Regions from separate parts of the Mus musculus genome. Here region 2 is linked to region 1. Evidence: chromatin contacts called from public HiChIP or PLAC-seq data. All regions are on one chromosome and are shown on one strand. The core of a region is the stretch at or near the end of the contact, and the rest is flanking DNA. Distances in the headings are between cores, read along the strand shown. Region 1 overlaps Spata48 (spermatogenesis associated 48). Region 2 overlaps Ikzf1 (IKAROS family zinc finger 1).

Region 1 (4,609 bases), core at 1,998-4,497:
ACAAACGGTGATCTCCAGCAGCTAAGTGGAATTCTCTCAGCCTTAAAGAACTCACCCCACAGCCCAGGCTAAGACTGGCTGTTATTAGCTGTCCCCAGTGTGAGCCTGTTGCTTCTCCTTGCCTCTAGACACTTTGGCCCTCCCAGAGCTCTTTCACAACTACTCTCTCCTTTATTTTCCAAAATAGTATGAGCAAGCCAGAAGTGCAGAAACCAGTTCTGTTCCCGTTCTGCAAACAAGGAGGCTGAGGTCAGAGAAAATGACATGAGGAGCCCCAAATGGCTTGTTTCAGGAGCAGTGAGGTTACGTCTAGATAATGGACCTTCTGACCGTGTGGCAGATGCCTGTCCTTAACACATGGACTACAGTGCTGTGTGCATCCTGCATGTAGCTGGCTCTTGGGATTCATCCTTGTGTAAAGGAAAAGCCTTGAGCCGTATTATCCCTTTCTTTCCTTGTAAATGCAAGGTGAAAAGTGTAGAAGACAGAAAAAAAAAACATATCCATGGGATGATGATAATAGCAACAAAATTACCAACTCCTAAGAATGGTTGGAACACCTATCTTAAGGCATTTCAGAAAATTCATCTCATCACAAAGCAGTGAATGGGAACATCAGATTCATCACAATTCTAAATACATTCTCTTTATCCCTCTTTCCTTGCCTCTCTGTTGGTCTTATCCTTCATTTCATCCTCAGAGCCCATCCTTCTCTCATCCACTTTCCCTAAGTGGCCTCTCCTCCCCCCTCCACATTGGAATTCCTCTTGTTGATTCTGCATATGACCACAATGCCATGGTCCACAGTCTTCCTTAGCCGTGCTACATGGCTCCAGGCCTTTCAAGGAAGGTGCAGTGACCCTGGATTATGGTACAGTAAAGATGAAGATGGCTCAGAAAGTTTCTTGAACTGGATGTGTGGAACTGGAAAGACGGCTCTGTGCCTAAAACATGTGCTGCTCTTCCAAAGGACCTGAGTTCATTTCCCAGCACCTACATTAGGCAGCTCACAACTGTCTGTATCTCCAACTTCAGGGGATCCAGTGCTGCCTTCTGGCCTCTGTGAGCACTACACTCACATAAACATGCAAAGACATTAAATATTAAAAAAAATCTTTTGGATGAATGAGAATGGATGGATGGATGGATGGGGCAGAGCTCTTAAGCCAAACCATTCAATCAACAATTTTACTTATTTTCTCTGGGCTTTTTATACCTTCTTAGACAAAAAGTTCTTTAGAAAATTACCTCAGAGATAAGAATTTCACATAAAATGAGAGTTACAGAAGGATGCTGATATTAAGTGCAAAGCAGTGTTTCACTCTATATGTTCATTACAAGTTCAGAACAATAGTTTTTACATGGCCTTGCCTTATCCTAGTGCACACCGGTGGCTATATCCTTGAACCTAAATGTATTTCCTCGAACAGAAATTTGTCCCAGGTCTATTTCTTGATAGAAAAAAATTTTAACTTAATTTAACTTAAACTTAAACCTTTTAGAAAAATAAAAATGTAAGATGTACTGGACATGTCTCACATTTGGAAGCCCAGAGTTCAAGAGACTCATGCAGAAATATTGCTAGCAGCCTGGGCGACATAGTAAGTTTCAGGCAGGAAAAAAAAAAAAGACAGATTTCAGTTGGTCTCACTGCTTAGAGAGGCCCTAGAGTTAAAATTAAACATTTCATTGGCTGCCTTCTTTCCTTGCCACCATGGTCTTTGCCCACTTAGGTTCTTTAGGCTTCCACATGTTTATTTCTTCAGATGGGTTGGCTGAGTGTGTAGCTCAGCAGCAGAGAATATTTTTAGCATGAATAGCATCCTAGGTTTAGTCCCCAGTACCACAGGGGGATAACATACATGTGTTTACATCCTCCTCCTGGCTCAGCTGAGAGCCCTCCATGATCTTTTATGTGCAGTCCACTGCATGAGCTCTGAATCCCAGGCTGGGAAATGGTCTTACTGCTTGAAGTTTCCTTGGCTAAAAGCATATTATGTAGACTTTGCCTTTATTCTTTCCTGTAATGCATGCACATGATACAATATAAGGTATAGGATTATACAGAAAATTGCCTAAGTTATATGCATCATTTTAAAAAGGATTTGTTGTACACAATGAGTATTTGGTCTGTACTATACTGGGATACCTGTGTATGTGGCTAAATCTTTAACCATTTATTCTACACACCACATAACTTTTCCTATACTGTATGTAGACTATATTTTCCTCATTTTCTATTTTATTTTAAGTAAATTTATTTACTTTTAAGTAATTTAATTATACTTTAAATTATATTTTCCTTATTTTCTTAACCTGTAAGTATAGACCATGCATGTATAGAATTATGATGAATTAGATTTGATATGTCACAACTAGAAGCCCAACACTCAGGAGGCTTATGCAGGAAAATTGCTAATATTGCTGATTAATTTTCTGAAATAATTTAAATTTTTTTTACTTTGTTATACTTTATGGAGATGAAATAATCAATTATCAACTTAGCTAACAAAATATACAAACAAAACTAAACCAAGACTTCTGAAGTAATTGGAGCCCCAAAGATGGGGTCAAGGCCAGGAAGCTAGAAGCAAAGATAAAAACAAATGGAGAATCTGTGCAAAGGAGGTGCTGGTTCTGGCCTTTTCCCACGAGGACAGCTAGAGTTCTCTAAATGTGCAGCAAATATCAAGGTCTGTTCCATTGTCTCCATACTTTTCCTGGCTTCCTTTCCTACAGGTGAAAAACATCCCTCCCAGAAGCAGCTTGTGTGCCCCAGATAGTCATCTTTAAATCTATGTACCTCTATATACACTTATAAATGCACGTAAGGTTGCATTTAGATGGCAAATCCATACATATGCTTATATCACACAAGGGCAAAAATGCTCTCTTGTGATGTCTCTGTAGGCCAGGGTTAAGGGAAATATATTTAGCATGAGCATGGGTGAGAACTTTCATATTCAAATATTTTAGCACTTTATTATGCAGCTGAATTCATCCGCAGCCTAAGCAGTTACTAGCTATCATTACGTCATCATTATTAGAGAAGATGAACCATAGAACAACCTTTATGCAATGTAACATAGATGCCAGTCAAGGTCAGTAAATTGTCTACAAGCCTCAGAGGCACACAGAGTCCTGTGGGTTTTAAATGAAGCCCCTCTCGTGATTGACACCTTGCTCATATCCACCTCTCAGGCATCTTAGCTGCCCATCTGAGGACTACGACTTCAGAAGTACTTTACTTCTGCAGGTGTTTCAAAGGCAGTGGAAAAAACCTGTCACCCAGATGGAGGGGATTTCCTTGGTAACATGCATGGAAGCTTCAAAGAATGCTTGGGGGAAGAGACACACACACATCAGTAGTTTGACCTCATTTTTGGTACCTCTCCACCTTACAGCTACACTTTAAGAAACTCCCAAGAAATCCCAAGGGACACTGCCCAGAACTTGGCAGCTCCTATTCAATCATACAGGCCCTTCCAACTGAGTTTACAACGACGTCTCCCTCATCCCATCCGAGAACCTTTGAGAAATGATAGCTAGCAAGGCAAGCGTCCCAGGCCCTGTCATTCCTGATTTAGTCAGAGTAGTGGGATCTGGTACATAGATCACCATCTTTTAAACAGCCAAGGACTTCAGTGTGTAGAGCAATTTGCAAGTCTTTGTAGCTGTGTGCGCTAGATACATTTTGTATTCTCCAACTATGAGGCTTCCAGTTTGTAAATATTTTATTTTTTAAATTGTCCTGTCTCTATCTTTTCAACTGCAGTTGGCTGGACTGGGGCCCAGAGAGCTTTCCTGAAGGTTGATGGCACCCCACAGGCAGTGAGAGGGTAGACAGGCTTGCAGAAGGAGGCCTCTCAGTCCTCTCAGTGTGGGGCCTTGGTTTTTGCTGTTCCTTTTTCTAGCCTCAGAAATCATGTCAATTCATACCATTTATTCTGACCTGTAACTCTTGAAGTGATTTTGCCTTGTTTTTAAGTGTGGAGTTATACCCAATGTGATTAGCTTTCAGCCAGTAGGCTACCACCAAGAGCCATAAAATGGCACACTCAAGACAGCTGTGAGCTTTATTGTAGCAACTTCCCGCTTGCTACATAATTTTCCCATAACATTCTGATACTAACACAGAATCAACCTAGGAAAAATCACCAAGAAATTACAGGGTGAGCTATAGTCACTCCACAAGGCCTTTAGGTTATATCACTATCTGATATCATGGCTGAGGAAACAATGGGCCAGGAGTCTAACCAGACACCAGATCCCAGGGCTGATGACAGGAATCACTTGGCCTCTGTCTTTACCCTGACACCAGAACATGCACTTACCTCACTAACATCCCCTTTCTTTCCTGTCACCTGATATTTTGAGGAATGTGTTAGTCCAATTTCTGTCAATAAGAAAAAAAAATGCCTGAAATAAGATAACAACTATAAAGAGAATATATATATATATATATATATATATATATATATATATATATATGTATGTATGTATGTATGTATGTATATATATATACACATATATATATGTGTGTGTGTGTGTATACACTCATATATATGTGTATATATTTATATGTATGTATGTATGTACACACACAAAC
Region 2 (4,319 bases), core at 231-2,730, 240 kb after region 1:
CAGAGTATAACAGGTCTTAGGAATTGGAACTCACTAGGAACGGCCTGCGAAAGACTACAAGCACGGGGCTTGGTGCCATTTTCAAAGGCAACTACTAAGCAATACGGAAATCTGGTAGCTCCTTTTGGAGCAGCAATTCCCTATCCAACAGGCAGATGGGAAATGTTTTAATTTTCTCTGGATACAATAAAGAAAAGACAAAAAAAAAAAAGCAAATGAAGAACGTTTGAGGGGCAGACTACCCATGAGGAAGCACACTGATTGTGCAGACGTGTGCTTTCCCGTGTGAGACTGTGATGTGGCCAAGAGCACACTCAGCCAGTACTACTGAATGGTTGCTATTGGTTCTAGGATGTTCTAGGCTGTTGAGGCCGTCGGAGCTTGCTCACAGTTCAGAGGTCCTGCTCTGAGGAGTGACTTTTCTGTAGCTTGTCTGAAGACAACAATAACAAATTAGCAGCTAACTGGTGGTTTTACATAATAACATTGCCTTTTGAAAGCAGCACTGTCTTCTGCACTCTTGTGTCCGTGATGATTTGACAACCTGGCTTTCTTTTTGCCTTCTCTATTGCAGTTGCATATGGGGCTGATGGCTTTAGGGATTTTCATGCAATAATTCCCAAATCTTTCTCTCGTAAGTATATGCTTTGCTTCTAGAAAACAGATGTTCATTTCATGGTCAGTTCCATCACACAGACACCACCACTTGCATGTTCTCTCATCAACACCTTCCTTTATAACTTGAAAGTGACATGGACTAAATGTTTGCCATTCTATCATTAAACACCCAGCATCCAGTGTGTCATTGATACAATAAAGTGCAAAGACAGAGGGTGAGGGTGTTGTTTGGTTTTTGTTTTGCTTCTGAGGCAGGGTTTCCCTATTATTCCTGGCTGGCCTAGACTGCTCTGGGATGCCCAGACTCATCTTAAATTTGCAATGATATTCCTGTCTCTGCCTCTGCCCCTGCCCCTACCCCCTCCCTCTGTCCCTGCCCCCTCCCCTCCCTCTGCCTCTGCCTCACCAATAAGGATCAGATAGTGAGAGGATTATAGGGGACTTTTGGGATAGCATTTGAAATGTAAATGAAGAAAATACCTAATAAAAAATTGGAAAAAAGAAAGAGAGAGAGAAAGAGAGAGAGAGAAAGAAAGAAAGAAAGAAAGAAAGAAAGAAAGAAAGAAAGAAAGAAAGAAAGAAAGAAAGAGAGAAAGAAAGAAAGAAAGGTGAAGAAAGAACTAATGTAGCCACAGTGGGTGTCTCACTGGGAGGCTGCTCAGCAGGGTCCTGATTAAAACTGTGATCAACAACTTTGTGGTCCATGCTTCCTGTCAGCATCAAACAAACCAACATCTTTTCAGATAACTTGTGCAATTTTGTGTGACAGGAAAAAAAAAAAAGGTGCACCCTTTTTCCCTTGCTCTGGAGTGCTAACCTCAGAACAGAGAAGAAAAACTCATGGGTTTCCAGCCCATTCTTCTGTGGTGGCTCGCCACGTAAGCATGCACCATGTTAGCGTGCATGCAGCCTACCAGCTCTCCTCGGAGCTGCTGTGCCGAAAACTATATGGTAATTTCATCTCTTAATACATTGAAAGTTGAAAATGATAACTATATTTGAGCAACCATAAGGAGTATTTTCAAGAATAGAGAAGGCTTTTTTTTAATGCAAATAAAATCAATGCAAAAGAGTTACAGGTTGTTAGACCCCTTAGGTCTTAAGCCTTCAGACCTTGTATCAATAAAATGTTTAATCTTATGAAGCAGCAGCAGAAAGCAGAGTGTATTGGCATCACTTTGAGAAGAGCTTTGTCTGTGTGTCTTGCTTCAGATCAAACCAAAGCACACTCTACCACCAAATTACACCCTAAGACCAGCTTGCTGACATCTTACTACTCTAATCTTAATATTGAGATGTCAGCCGCGTTAGGTTTATGATGTCCTGTTATCAGATATTACTTGGGAAGTACAGTACTTAGCAGTATCCATCTCAGGATGCTCCTGGTCAAAGGCCAGATAGACTTCCCTCTCCAGAATATTAGAAGTTTGCTAAGATATTTCTCCTATTAATTATTTCTTCAGTTCAATGTGAAGGTAAGAATTTGAGATTTCCTTCTTCATGTAAGCATGTATGTTCACATAACATATTTTTATGTGTGAGCTGTGAGTGTGCCAGGGCAGGAAGTCATGTTAATTTTGAGCCTGCCAATCACAGTTTTGAAATGTTTTGGTAAGTCAAGTGCACATAAAGGTAAGACAGCACATTCTAAGACACATTTTCATTAAGCCTGAGGAATGGGCAAAGCCCAGCATTACCTACTGACCAAGCAGATGGGTGAGGTTTTCAGGATGGGAAAAAATGACAGTGGGAGATGTTCTGAAACATGATAAATGTTTTCATGTTTTTCATGTCTATCTGCTTATAAAGATTAGTTCATAGTAATACTATCTCTTTTTCTTTCTCTCTTCCCCTCAGTTGTATCTTTCTGGAACAAATGGTTGGTTGAGCCTCAAGTCTCCGCCCAACAACAACCAAACTGTTCTGGGCCAATATCGCCACCTTGTGGTCATGCTTGAGAACTGACCTACAGGCTTCCTTCTGGAAGTTAAAACAAACTTTTGGCCTCCTCTGCCATCTTTATCCCATTTTGAGTCCCTAGATACCCCCCAAAAATTAAATATGCCTTAAAATTCTTCTTTCTTAATAAGTTTTCATTTTCTGATCTATTTCCATCTCTGACTTCATTGTATTTGAAGGCTAAACATCAAATAAGATTATTTCTAAAATAGGCTTGATTAGGTAGAAACCCTATTATTTTAACTATTTTTAAATGATATTAAGTCATGCAATTTGTTCTAAATAATGCTTACAATTTGTTCTGGATTTGAGACAAGGTGCCATGTAGTTCGGGATAGCTTCAAGTTTCCCAGGGAGTTAATGGAGGATGGCCTGGTTCCTCCTAACCCCTTGTCTCTGCCTCCCACCACACTGCTGGCTCCTTTAGAGGAAATAAAAAACACTAGTCTGCACATACATATGTGTCTCAGGTCTTCACCTATTACCACAAATAAATGAAAATGTACAAATATACCTTATATATTTTAATAACTTTGCTTATTAGCTACAGTTATTATAAAGATCTTTACACTTGCATCTGCCTTTTTCCATTTAAAATATTGAACATTTCCTTTACCTGACATAAAACCAGGCTGGAATGACAACTTCAGAATTTTTTTTTCCAATGGGAAAATAACATTGTACATTCTGAAATGCTACTTTTCCAGTAAATATTAAGATGCAAGGGAAATAACAATGTAGACATCAAATCTGTGACCCAGAGGCTACCCTGCATATTACACCTCTGCATTAAAAATGCTCAGTTGCTCACAAGGGCACACTTGGCAGCCAAGCCAGGCCTCCCAGTTCCTGCTGGCCTGAGTTCCTTCACTTCTCCAGAGTCTTTCATTCTAACCTTTTCCTAGATGCTAGAGGCCTTGCCACACTCGGGTCAGGAGGGGCATTCTCTTAGGACAGCAGGGTGACTATGCTGGTATACCTCTAAAATACATAATGAGAGGGTTTTTTGTTTTCTCCATTTTAAGTAACAACTGAGAAGTAAGGTAGCTTTTATAAGGGGTTTGAAAATACCATGTTAACATAAGCCATGTTTTGTAAACACTCAAATTGGCCTCGCCCATTATCTGTCAGTATCTGGAAGAGTAGGTTGAACCCAGAGCTTTGGGGGGACAGGGGGAATATTCACAAGACTCCATTCATGTTTTATATTTAATCAGCTCAGTGAAGCACTTCATCAAGCTCCCTGTTGTTCTCAGTAGTAGACTAGGGACAGAGCTTACACAATATGTGTGAGTCTATTCCTTATATGTAGCATTTCACTGAAGGAATACCACAGCTAAACAGTTCTAGAAAGAGTCCCTTGTTGTCATGGACAACCTTTTTGGTTGAATAGAAATCTGTCAGATTCCTTATTTAGCAAGCACCCACTTTGCATTTATCCCCAGAGATATGAGGGCCTTTCCCATGTTTGTATAGAAACCCTTCACATAGCAGGAATCTTAAGTTCCCCATGCTGACAGTATAACCTGTTTTTTGCCAAATCATCTTCTCTCTGGTCACTCATCTCCGTTAGACATCACAGACCTTCCAAGTCAAAACATGGCTGGCAGTGTCTGCATCACAGCCATAAGTCCCAGCTCAGCAAGATGTGTGCACAGCCTGCTGTGTCCCCACTACTTACGGTCCTTGGCCACACCCACAGGCATCTGCAGACACAGTATCTTCTTTCTGAAAAACATAAA

Evidence for each region. HiChIP or PLAC-seq counts read pairs in DNA pulled down with a chosen protein or histone mark.
Region 2: a contact with region 1 is called in an H3K27ac HiChIP or PLAC-seq map of regulatory T cells, with 11 times the contacts expected there. The contact joins two enhancer-like sites. A contact is called at or near these places in 1 of 39 promoter capture datasets (the C10 cell line), 6 of 15 datasets of contacts at CTCF or cohesin (CD8 T cells, the G1E-ER4 cell line, embryonic stem cells and 2 more), 124 of 484 Hi-C or Micro-C datasets (B cells, the BV-2 cell line, the Ba/F3 cell line and 62 more) and 18 of 115 datasets of contacts at active chromatin or transcription factors (CD4 T cells, CD4 single positive thymocytes, CD8 T cells and 14 more).

Annotation. Positions count from the first base shown.
Region 1 is chr11:11,503,089-11,507,697 of GRCm38.p6, forward strand. All of the region lies in intron 7 of Spata48 (spermatogenesis associated 48), which reads left to right. Among named protein-coding and RNA genes, the nearest start is that of Spata48, 42 kb to the left of the region's middle. Within about 2 kb of position 3,248, at least 35 of the 459 cell types and tissues checked have an H3K27ac peak or open chromatin away from gene starts, as enhancers often do. A contact at or near this core is called in CD4 single positive thymocytes, CD8 T cells, CD8 central memory T cells and 10 more, where this site is marked.
Region 2 is chr11:11,740,376-11,744,694 of GRCm38.p6, forward strand. All of the region lies in intron 3 of Ikzf1 (IKAROS family zinc finger 1), which reads left to right. Among named protein-coding and RNA genes, the nearest start is that of Ikzf1, 57 kb to the left of the region's middle. Within about 2 kb of position 1,481, at least 39 of the 459 cell types and tissues checked have an H3K27ac peak or open chromatin away from gene starts, as enhancers often do. A contact at or near this core is called in CD4 single positive thymocytes, CD8 T cells, CD8 central memory T cells and 10 more, where this site is marked.